Regions from separate parts of the Cricetulus griseus genome. Here region 1 is linked to region 2. The links are chromatin contacts, called in public Hi-C maps. All regions are on one chromosome and are shown on one strand. The core of a region is the stretch at or near the end of the contact, and the rest is flanking DNA. Distances in the headings are between cores, read along the strand shown.

Region 1 (4,967 bases), core at 1,906-4,405, 160 kb before region 2:
ACCAGAACACCCTGGATCACAAAAGCCGAAGCTCCCAGCTTCTGAGCCCTCTCCACCTCTCACAACAGAAGCCCCACCCACCACGAAGGCCAATCTCCTGTGTTCTCTCAGTAGCATCATTTCTCAGGTTCTCAAGAACTTTACATATGTGCCTTCTCTCATCCCTCCATCTCTCCTTTGGGGCAGTCATCATTCTTAACTCTCTCCAATCTCAAGAAACAGAATTCCCTCTACATAGAAGGCCAGTCCCTTTTCTCCTCTACAGATAAACATTTTGAAAGAGGAATCTAGGATTTCTGTTTGCATTTCTTCAAGGATACAAGGTTAGCTATTTAAAAAAGGTGAGCAGTTGTTCTGCTCTGAGGTCTACTCCTACTTCTTCTTCACAGTTCATTTTTGCTGAGGCCCAGTGCTAGCCAGGTCTGTGAGTCATGCAACTCTTTGTCCTGAATGGTCTGAGCTACAAACAGCCTCCAGCACAGCTTTGGTGTCTAACTACCATATTCTCATCACTCGTGAGTCCCAGTCCCATCTGTCTTCTTATTCTACTGTTGTCTTAGACTTCGAAGATAGCTTCTTATTGAACTCTCACTTTGCCATCTGCGTAGGCACAGAGTCCAGGCATTAAACCTAGAGCTAGTTCCCTCTGCTTATCTCTGGACGAGTCTAGGCCAGTGTCTTCATGGGCTTTCAAATTCTGCACGTTTAAAACCAAACGTGTTCTTTTCCTCTAAAGTCGCTTCCTCTCAGGCACTTCAACAAAGCGAGGCATTAGACGATCATTTTTTCTAGTAGGCACCTGAGCGGTCATAAGTATTCTTTGGTGTTCTCCGGCTGTATCACCAACACCCCATCAATCACAGGGTGAAGCCAATTTTCTCCGGGCCTTAAATCTCCGCACTCCCTTTCCCATCTGCTACTGTGACCTTAAGCCTAAAACACATATTGTCTTATTTGAGTTACTGCAGTTGCTTCTTCATCCCGATCCGATATCTGAACAGCACCTCCCACCCACACTCTCTTTTCCACCTGACAAATGGGGTGCCACCTTAATAGCATCAAAACCATCAGAAACCAAAAGATGCAGATATAATGTAACTTGGGATTGGTTGCTGTTCTCCAATCGGCCTCTGTTCTTAAGTGATGGGGAGCTGAAGTTCTTTTGTTAAAGGGACCCCAAATGGGCATATTTCCAGGGTTGTCCAGGACAGTGTTCCTGGATGGTAGCCCGAACACAGCATCTTGAAATCTCTCCTGCACTGTTTACAACCATCCCTGTGTACTTTAACGGCCTTCGGATCAGTGCTGATAGACTGCGCTGGACTGAAGCTAAGCCCCAGACCCCACCTACAGGTGGGGTTTGATAGCTCTTCCTGATAACACAACACAGCTCACAGCCTGCTGCCCCAGTAGGCGACATCTTTAATGTCATTAGACCAAAATACTCCATAATGATAATGAAACTTTTGGACCACATTGTGCTATGGAAAAGTTTGACTAAATCCTCTAAACACACATGTGCATGCGTCTCTCACTTCACTAGTTAAACCCTCCTACTGCTATCTTTGTTCCTAGGATGCAATTTCTAATCAGGTTGGCTGTAAAATGCAGTTTCAATTTCAAAACCCTAGGAAAACAGGCAGTTGGTCTGAATGCATAATCAGTCTATTTGCTCAAAGGTCTGCAGTGTTTTGTGTGGTTTGGGACATTTGTACTTCTTTTCAAAAGGCATTTAGATTCATTTTCAACTGAAATAGGTGGTGGAGAGGTGGCTCCCATGTTAAGCACAGTTGCTGCCTTTCTGGAGGACCTGAGTTCAGTTCCCAGTACCCAAATCGGGCAACTCAATAACTGCCTATGACTCTAACACCAGGGGATCCGATGTCCTTTTTTGGCTTCCATAGGCACATGGCACACACCTACAAAAGCAAAAAAATAAATCTTTAAAGAGATGAAACAGGGTTATACTTCATAAACTAAACATGCTAACAGGAAGGAAGAGCTGAGTCTACTCTAAAGTGACCACTCTTCCCTTCATGGTCCTCCGTGCCCCCTCTTCTATGCCCATACAATGGCTTCATGAAAATTCATAGCTCCTACACAAGGGTCAGGAGCAGACATTCCCCATGTCTGACACACTTTTTTTTTCCTGAATTTTCACCTCATTCCCTTGCCATAAATAGATTCTATTCCTTGTGAAGGCACACCTTGTAGGCACACCTGTAGCCAGCCCCTAAGTAGGCGTGGCTACAGCTTCCCCTACAACACCTACCCATTTAGCTTTTGTTCAGCTTTGATTGTCGGGTATATATCTTTTTTCCCTCTCCGTCAGCATGCCCACCCTTTCTATCCATCCGTCCGTTAGTCTCTTCTCCCATTCCGTATCAATTCATTAAGCACCACATTTTCCTCAGGAAGCTCCAACAGCTCATACACCCTGAGTTTCTAAAATGAACGAGTTGGATAATGGATGCAAGGACAGGAGAAAAAGGGTGGGGCCATAATATTTGGGCACTAAGTCAAAGGCAATGATAGGACCATCCTTCCCCATGGAAAAGGTCAGGGTGGAAGGCAGTCTTCTCTTACTCTGAGATTATGGTGGGTTGTTCGCAGGTCAATGCCTCGCATGTGAGATAGCTGGATAGCCATTGGTAAATCATTGGCAGAAGTGTGACTGCAGAACTAGGAGGAGACCACCTAAAAACTCCAAGGCACAGGATAGAATGAAAAAGAAAAAATAAAATAAGATGGTAAAGATTAGGATATTTGAAGGGCACACTAGAGAAACTGTCTTTGAACTGAAAATTTTCTTTCACATTTTATGTTATGCAAAGGAGCTTATTTCTTCAATACATGCTTTGTTCCTGTAGAGGAGGAAGAGGTCCCTGATATCCACCGTGCCACAGGTGAAGTGTGGTTGAAAGACATGTGCACACTGTAAGGTTTAGTCCTTGCCTGAGCAATTACTGTTCTCTAACTGTCCAACTTGGAACCTTAATTAGCCAATTAAATCTTGCTTCCTTGTCTTTTTCTTTTCTAAAAATATTCTTGAGCTGTCTTCTGAGGTTGAAAAAGCTCTCCTCTATTTGTAACAAGACATGAAAATGTCATTTAGTAGAAACTCGTCTGCATGGTGACTCAGTCACGGCATAGCCGGATTCCCGGAATCTGTAGGAAAGGCTAGAGTGCATCGTCATCCCTCCATTTTCAATGGGTTTGTAGACAAGATTTTCCAAGGTGTTATACTTCCTTTTTGCACAAGAGGGCAGCAGAGAGGCAGAGAAGGCCCGGAGAAAGCAGATCAGAGGAGCCTAAAGCTTTAATTTTGGGCGTAGTGTTTTCAAAAACACCCTTCAAAAATCAAACCACATCGTATTCTTTTAAAAATAACTCCAGTCAGTTCATTTGCCTATTGTACTTCAAAAGAAAACCAGACCTACACCTAAGAATAGGTAAGTGCGTTTCAATACGGAGTTTGCCAGGGTTGTCTGCCTCATCATGTTTCCTGGTTTTCCTTGGGAGGTCACAGTTTGACAAATGATTACTTAGGAATCGCTCTATCACTTTTCCTAGCTTCTTAAAGAAGTCATTCTGGGCATATTCCAAGTGACGATGCTCCCATTTGATCCATAAGAAGGAATCAAGCTTTTATTAAATACAATTTGAATAAAAGATTGGTGAAATAACATTCAGTTCTGCATTACATTTGTTGCATCCCAGGATATAGTCTTTGGCTATATCCTGGGATGTAATAAAAATTACCGAGTTAATTTGCATATTGTGAACAATACGTATATCATGGGACTGCAAAGGATGGAGGCTATGCGTTTCTCAGGCAGCACACAGGCTTGCTTGTCTCTGCAGGGGCCTTTTGTTCTCTCTCATCCTGAAGCGCCCCCCCTCCCCATCAGCCTCCAGCTCACTTTGCAGCCACACCCACTGCTTTGCCTGAGGAATATCTGAAGCCACTCTGATCTCAGAGTGGACGAAGCACCTCCACGCCGGCTCCCCCGGTGCTTGTAGATTTTTCTGGCTTATTTACTGCCACGGCTCCCTTTAGGCTTCGGTGGAAACGGTGCTCTGGATTTTATCTGCAGCACCTAGTACTACCTCCTCAGTAAAGACCCAAAGAAAACAAAGAATCCGTACCTAGAATCTTTATCAAAGTGATAGGCATTAGGAACACACACACACACACACACACACACACACACACACACACACACACACACACACACACACACACACACACACACACACGTATATTTAACCTGTGAAGGTGTTAGAGGATTTGCTACCCTGACTGTTTTAGGGCGGGGCGCGGGGGTTAAACATTTGAGGTCAAAGCAAAAATATTTTCCTAGGACACTTCTCACATCTCAGAGACTTGGGTAACAGATGCAGATCTTGGGTCTGGTTAGTTCAGGGGGTCAGCAATGGGACTCAACACTGATTCGAGCCAGAGGCTTAAGACTCAAAAGCACGTTGAAACTGTTTTGTATAGTGCTAAGTGTCGAGGACACAGGCACAACGTTGTCTGTTGCAAAACAAACGGAACATAGACCTCTTAGCGATCCCAGCAGAAGTCTTCAGTCGAGGCTTTCTGGTTGTTAAGGTGATTCTCTCAAGGGCATCTGCGTGTGCTGGAGGTCGTTGTGGCTTGCAGCACGGTGGGGAGAGGGGGAGCTGTTTCTAGAGAAGACTCAGCTTGGGCTAGCCTTCTTAGCATCTTGTTGCTAGGCAACGGCTCCTCTGCAAAAGCTCATCTCTCTTTAAAGATGGAGTGAGGTCTTGCTGAGGGAAATATAGTTTGTATAAAATTGAGCCATATGCAAACACCATCTAGTTACATTCTTCCAAACTGCTTTCTCTTCCAAGGAAGAGAGAGAATTTCTACTTAAAACCCATCACTTAGCAACCATGTACTATAACTCCCTCCTTCTCTGCAAAGCAATATACTTCCTTTT
Region 2 (5,015 bases), core at 1,224-3,723:
TGGGGTGGCAGATGAGAGAGGAGACGATCACATCCTCGAATCCGTACTAAGCGCTGAACAGAACCTATTTCATTTGCTCGGTTTTCTAAGTAGGCTTATCCTTGTTTTATTGATAATGCAATAGAGGCAGAAGTTGAATTACTTTGTTAGGAAACAGTGGAGCTGTTTCTGCCAAGCTCTTCACCACTTCTCCATTCACTCCTTGCTGTTTCTACCAAACAGGGAACTGGCCAAGGACTCAAAAATGCCACCACTTCTCTGTTTTTTGACCCTCATTCTTAGAGAACTATTGTCATACACGTGTTGGGGGAGCCAGGGAAACCCCCATGTAGATTCCCCAAATCACCAGGAAGAAGCCACTGATTCCACTTCCCAAGGAAATGCACTTCTGTAGTAGCTGGTGTCCTTTTGGAGCCCACAGAGCTCTTAAGTGCTAGAGCCTGAACCATGCCCCCATTTCCAGCTCAGAGCTAGACATACTTGAATCTACTACCTGAAAAAAAAATGAATATGTGTCTGGCTCTCACAAATGAAATCACCATTGCACTTCTGTAAAGAATGAAATACTCTAATTTGTCACAGATGCCATGTATTCAAATGTTTCATTTCCAAAGGCTTCCAAGAGCTTATTTTTTCAAGGTGAGGAGATGTGTGCATGTGAGCATCTCACATTATAACCGTATGCATAGGAGAGTAACTAAGGGAGGTGAGCAACAAGGCTAAATGAACAACCAAGGAACCATTGCCACTTTAAAAACAAAACAGAAAAGGGTAACATGCATGGTCCAAATATAAACACCCATTCATAAATGTAAACCAGTGTAATCAACCAGCTCAGGCATTTACAAAGAACCTTAAGTTACTCACATGCAGTCACCTGCAGGAAGGCATGGTGTGTACTGTATAATACATCTGAGCCAATTAACCTGGATTTCTGACGTCCCTTTCCAAGAGAACACTTTTCTTTATGTCCTATAGTTGGAGTTCTGGAATACACAAGGCCAGGGCTTTCCTGGGAGGCAGACGCTATTTGGAAATGTTTTAAGGGGGAGTATTATTGCCACTCAAGCTAAATTACTAAGTGAGATCCATTGGTTTGTTCACCACAGGATGAGAAAATATATTTCAGGTACCTCCAGGTCTGTTTTTTAGTCCCTTTGTTTAGTGGAGACCAAAGCCTGGGTCTTTATTTCTCACAGGGCACACAGTGCTCAGCATGGGTTGGCTAAAATATTTCCACGCAGACTCTCAGAAACACTAATCCTTCTTCTTTGTCCTCACATACATGCATACATACACTTGGCATATGTATATGTAAAGCTTTCTAGTCTTAAAAACTTGTCTTTCAACTATTGCCTGGAGGTTTTCTGGCAATGTGGCCCTGGTGTGATTGCTAACTGAATGAAACATTATGAGTATGGTGTGAAATATTTTAGTAACAACCATAGACTCTACACAATGGAAATTATTCTCATTTGGCCTCAAATGGGTTTTCCTGGTGATTGGTAGTAATAAGACTTACAATAAAAAAAACCAATCATGAAATGTTCCAGGAAGAAAATAAACCTACCCATCTATCAAGCTTATGGGACAGGTAGAGATACCAAAATAGGAGGTTATAGAACATACAGGAATCTTTGGGGTTGTTTCATTTTTAGCAAATCATATGTGTTTTAACGTTACTCTTGGTTATCCCCCTCCCTCTGTGCTGCCAGATTTCGAAGAAAAATGACAATGTTTAAATAGCCAAACACCTCTGTATTGTTGTCACTGCCTGCATACATGGCCTCTCCAAAGCTGTTGAATAAAAAACTAAAGCACAGGAAAGATAGTTCCGATTTCACTACACACTTATGGTTTAAAGGTGCTGGACGGACTGCTGAATACTTAAATAGGCGGTGTATAGTCGTGAAACCCAGCTGCCTGGCATTAAGTCTAACAAAACAGATGTTCTCTCAATACAATGAACCCCAAACATCTGCTTGTTTCACAAACACACACACACTCCTTAATCCCGTGTCTGTATTGTAAGTCACCATTTCCAGACAGAAGCTCTGTATCCTTTGAAAGATAAAGGGATAGTAAGCAGTTTACAAATCAAATGATGCCTCCAGCCCTAATAATTTACATTTAAACATTAGACTAAAATATGGCAGCATGAAGAGGATTTCAAAATGAAAAGATGACCTGGCTAGATTCTACGGTGCAAATAATTAAATGTTTTGTCAGCTTACCTGATGGAGAGCCTTAGGAATCACAGCTCAACAAAGGCCAGCATCCAAGATGGTTAGAATGGAACGTGCCTCCCCCTGCAGTTCTTCAGATTTGGGCCACAGGGATTTGCAAATTAAATTCAATTTTTTTTCTTGCTTTCTCTGTGGACATGAAAACAAAGGGACCTTTCCAGAATCCTCTCTGCTTATGCCTCCGCTTCCTGTTCTGAGATTCACTCTATGGTACCCAACATATATCAGAAAACGGCCCTGGAAGGGAAAAAAAAAAAAAAAAAGCTGGCAGCACCCAACGTGTTACCGCCATCTACTGGCAGACACACGCAATTGCGCAAACGACAAAACATTCCTTTTATTCCCCATCTCTTTGGAAGGCAGGAGGTAAACCTGTATGGAAATATTATGAATCATGAAAGGTCCCCACGGTGACAGCAGTGAGGTGATGGAAGCAAGGGTAACCTAGCTACCACGAGAGTATGCACAGACAATTCTTTGCGCCTCTTTATTTTTTTCTAAATTTCTAGTTGTTTGATTAGAAATCACAAGTGTTTTAAAACATAGAAATTTTTCTTCAGACTTGGATTTTTAGGTTATCTAATATGTTGTGCATAGGTTTTGGAAAGTCTCCCCTAAGTTTGCTCTTTTGAGATGAGTTTGCTTTCAAGGTGGGAAATCTGGCCTCTTAGAGATAGTATAATATAGATGCAGGCATGACATTTCATGTTTCTGTTATTTGTTTTGTTTTACTTTGGTAAAGCGCTAAAAGTAACATGAGAATGTAGAAAGATTCTGTATCTCAATAAAGCTATCTAGTGTTGACCATTGGACAGTTTGGATGTGTGGATGACCCCATCTCAAAAGAGGGGGGTAGATCTTGGAAGACATCTAACATCACCTTCCCTGCCCCCACCACACACACCACCACTTCATGAATACAGTCCCACACCTACATGGACACATACATAGCATACATACATATGCTACATACAAGAAATAAAGAAGGTTTTCATTTAATAGTCTATTTGAATCCACAAGTCTTCAAAAGCACTTTAGACGGCAAAAGCTTGCCAGGATAGTGAAACACAGGATTACATCATCGAAGTGAAAAGAACTTTTGTAAGATAAGGGTTTGCTTGAACTGCTGTTTTTCATTTGTTTTTCACATTTGGGGAATGTTTATCTCACCGAACCTGGTGTTTGATGGGCCAGTGAGCTCCCAGGTTCTTCCAGCCTCTGTACTCACCGCCGGATTATAGCGCCACCCTTAAGAGAGACTTTTTCCTGGGTACTTTCTTGGGTACTGGGGACTTTAAATGAGGTCCTCAGGCTTGCTGGGATGTACTCTATCAAGTCCCTACCTCAAACCCCCTTGAAGTACCTTCTTTAAGATGGGTCTCAGCTATTCCTGGTGTTATCCATACCCCCACTATCCTATGGTCAAGATAAGCTAGCTTCACTGAGAGTAGACATTGATAGAAGAATCGCGCATCGTGTCCAGCCATTAGGATCTCAGCTTTGAAGACAAAGCTAGACCATGACTGTCTATCAGGAAGGAGTTTACTCCTAGAAAACAGTGGCAAATATATCTGACAACATCTTTTTAGCCGTGTGTTCAAGAAATGTTTACTTATTTTAATTACATCCCCCACTTGCCTGATGGTACAAAAGGGATGTATTTGAGCGATTAACATTTGTCTCTCAGACCTTTTATAAAAGAGACGTTTCTTTATGTACTATAATCACAGGTCTACTGAAACGCATAAGACCAGGGCTGTCCTCTGAGGCAGATACTATCTTGATGTGTTCTAAAGGGGAGTTCAGATCCAGGTAAACTGAGTCATTCAAGGCTTTTCTGTATGATCTCAGGTTTGTGCCAAACCACTGTATGGTTTCCCCAGGTACTTCCCCTCCTCACTAGGAGATAAGCTCAAGGAAACGTATTCATCTGGAGATAGCAGAATGTGACCTTAGGTGTCCCTTTCCTGTATAAGCAGACTGTCACATCTGTCTGCTAAAGTCTAAAATTGTCCCTGAACCATGGACATTGTCACCTCACCACACCTCCTAATGGACCTGGGCCCATTCACTCCATTCTACTTCTCTGGGGAGCAGCCCATGCTTATGGCTGTTGTTTATCTAGTGTTTTGTCACATGTGTTTCCCTGTTTACTGGATATACAAGGTGTTCTGCTCTTATAGAAGCACAATAACTTTATTATGGAAAATGAAGTTTTATTTATTATGGAAAGAAAATAAGAAATAAATAAAGTCTTCTGAGCATCAGTCTATGCTGTGATGGGTGGGCGGACATAAGCTCATCTCTACCCCAAGCAGCCATCTGTGTCCTAATGTTTCCAGGCACCCAAGGTCAAGCAAGCACTCTGTGAGTATTAGTCCAGCGAGGCACAGTATCTTACACACTAGAATACTCTAACTTCTTGTCTTTCATGAATTCAGATAAACCTGCATAGATAAACTATGTAGAGGTCCCTGTCAGAAAGTCCACTCTGTAGGCTTCCTTTCTTCCCCATAAACTTCCCCTATCCTCAAAGAATCTACTTGGCTCTTTCATTCTATACCACACTTACCTGGATCCACATGTTTTTCTCTCAAATTTTTCCTTCTTACATCTAAGGGATCGTGTTATTAGGGATAATATAACAAAACATTGAGCGAGGTGGCTCAGACTCCAGCTTCTAATCTTTGGCTACCACAACTGAATATTGGGGTTGTGAAAAATCTAGCAATTGTAATGGATTCACAAATATACAGTAACAAAACATAA

Evidence for each region. A called contact is a pair of places that touch in the nucleus more often than the background predicts.
Region 1: a contact with region 2 is called in a Hi-C map of the CHO-K1 cell line, with 5 times the contacts expected there. The contact joins the enhancer-like site here to the promoter of Scn3a in region 2. A contact is called at or near these places in 4 of 8 Hi-C or Micro-C datasets (the CHK-Q cell line, the CHO-K1 cell line and fibroblasts).

The regions. Positions count from the first base shown.
Region 1 is chr6:109,631,614-109,636,580 of CriGri-PICRH-1.0, reverse strand. No RefSeq gene overlaps it. Among named protein-coding and RNA genes, the nearest start is that of Slc38a11, 74 kb to the left of the region's middle. Within about 2 kb of position 3,155, at least 1 of the 6 cell types and tissues checked has open chromatin away from gene starts, as enhancers often do. A contact at or near this core is called in the CHO-K1 cell line, where this site is marked.
Region 2 is chr6:109,470,070-109,475,084 of CriGri-PICRH-1.0, reverse strand. Scn3a (sodium channel protein type 3 subunit alpha) reads right to left here and starts at 2,473. Exons shown (of 28, transcript XM_027420282.2): 1 at 2,235-2,473.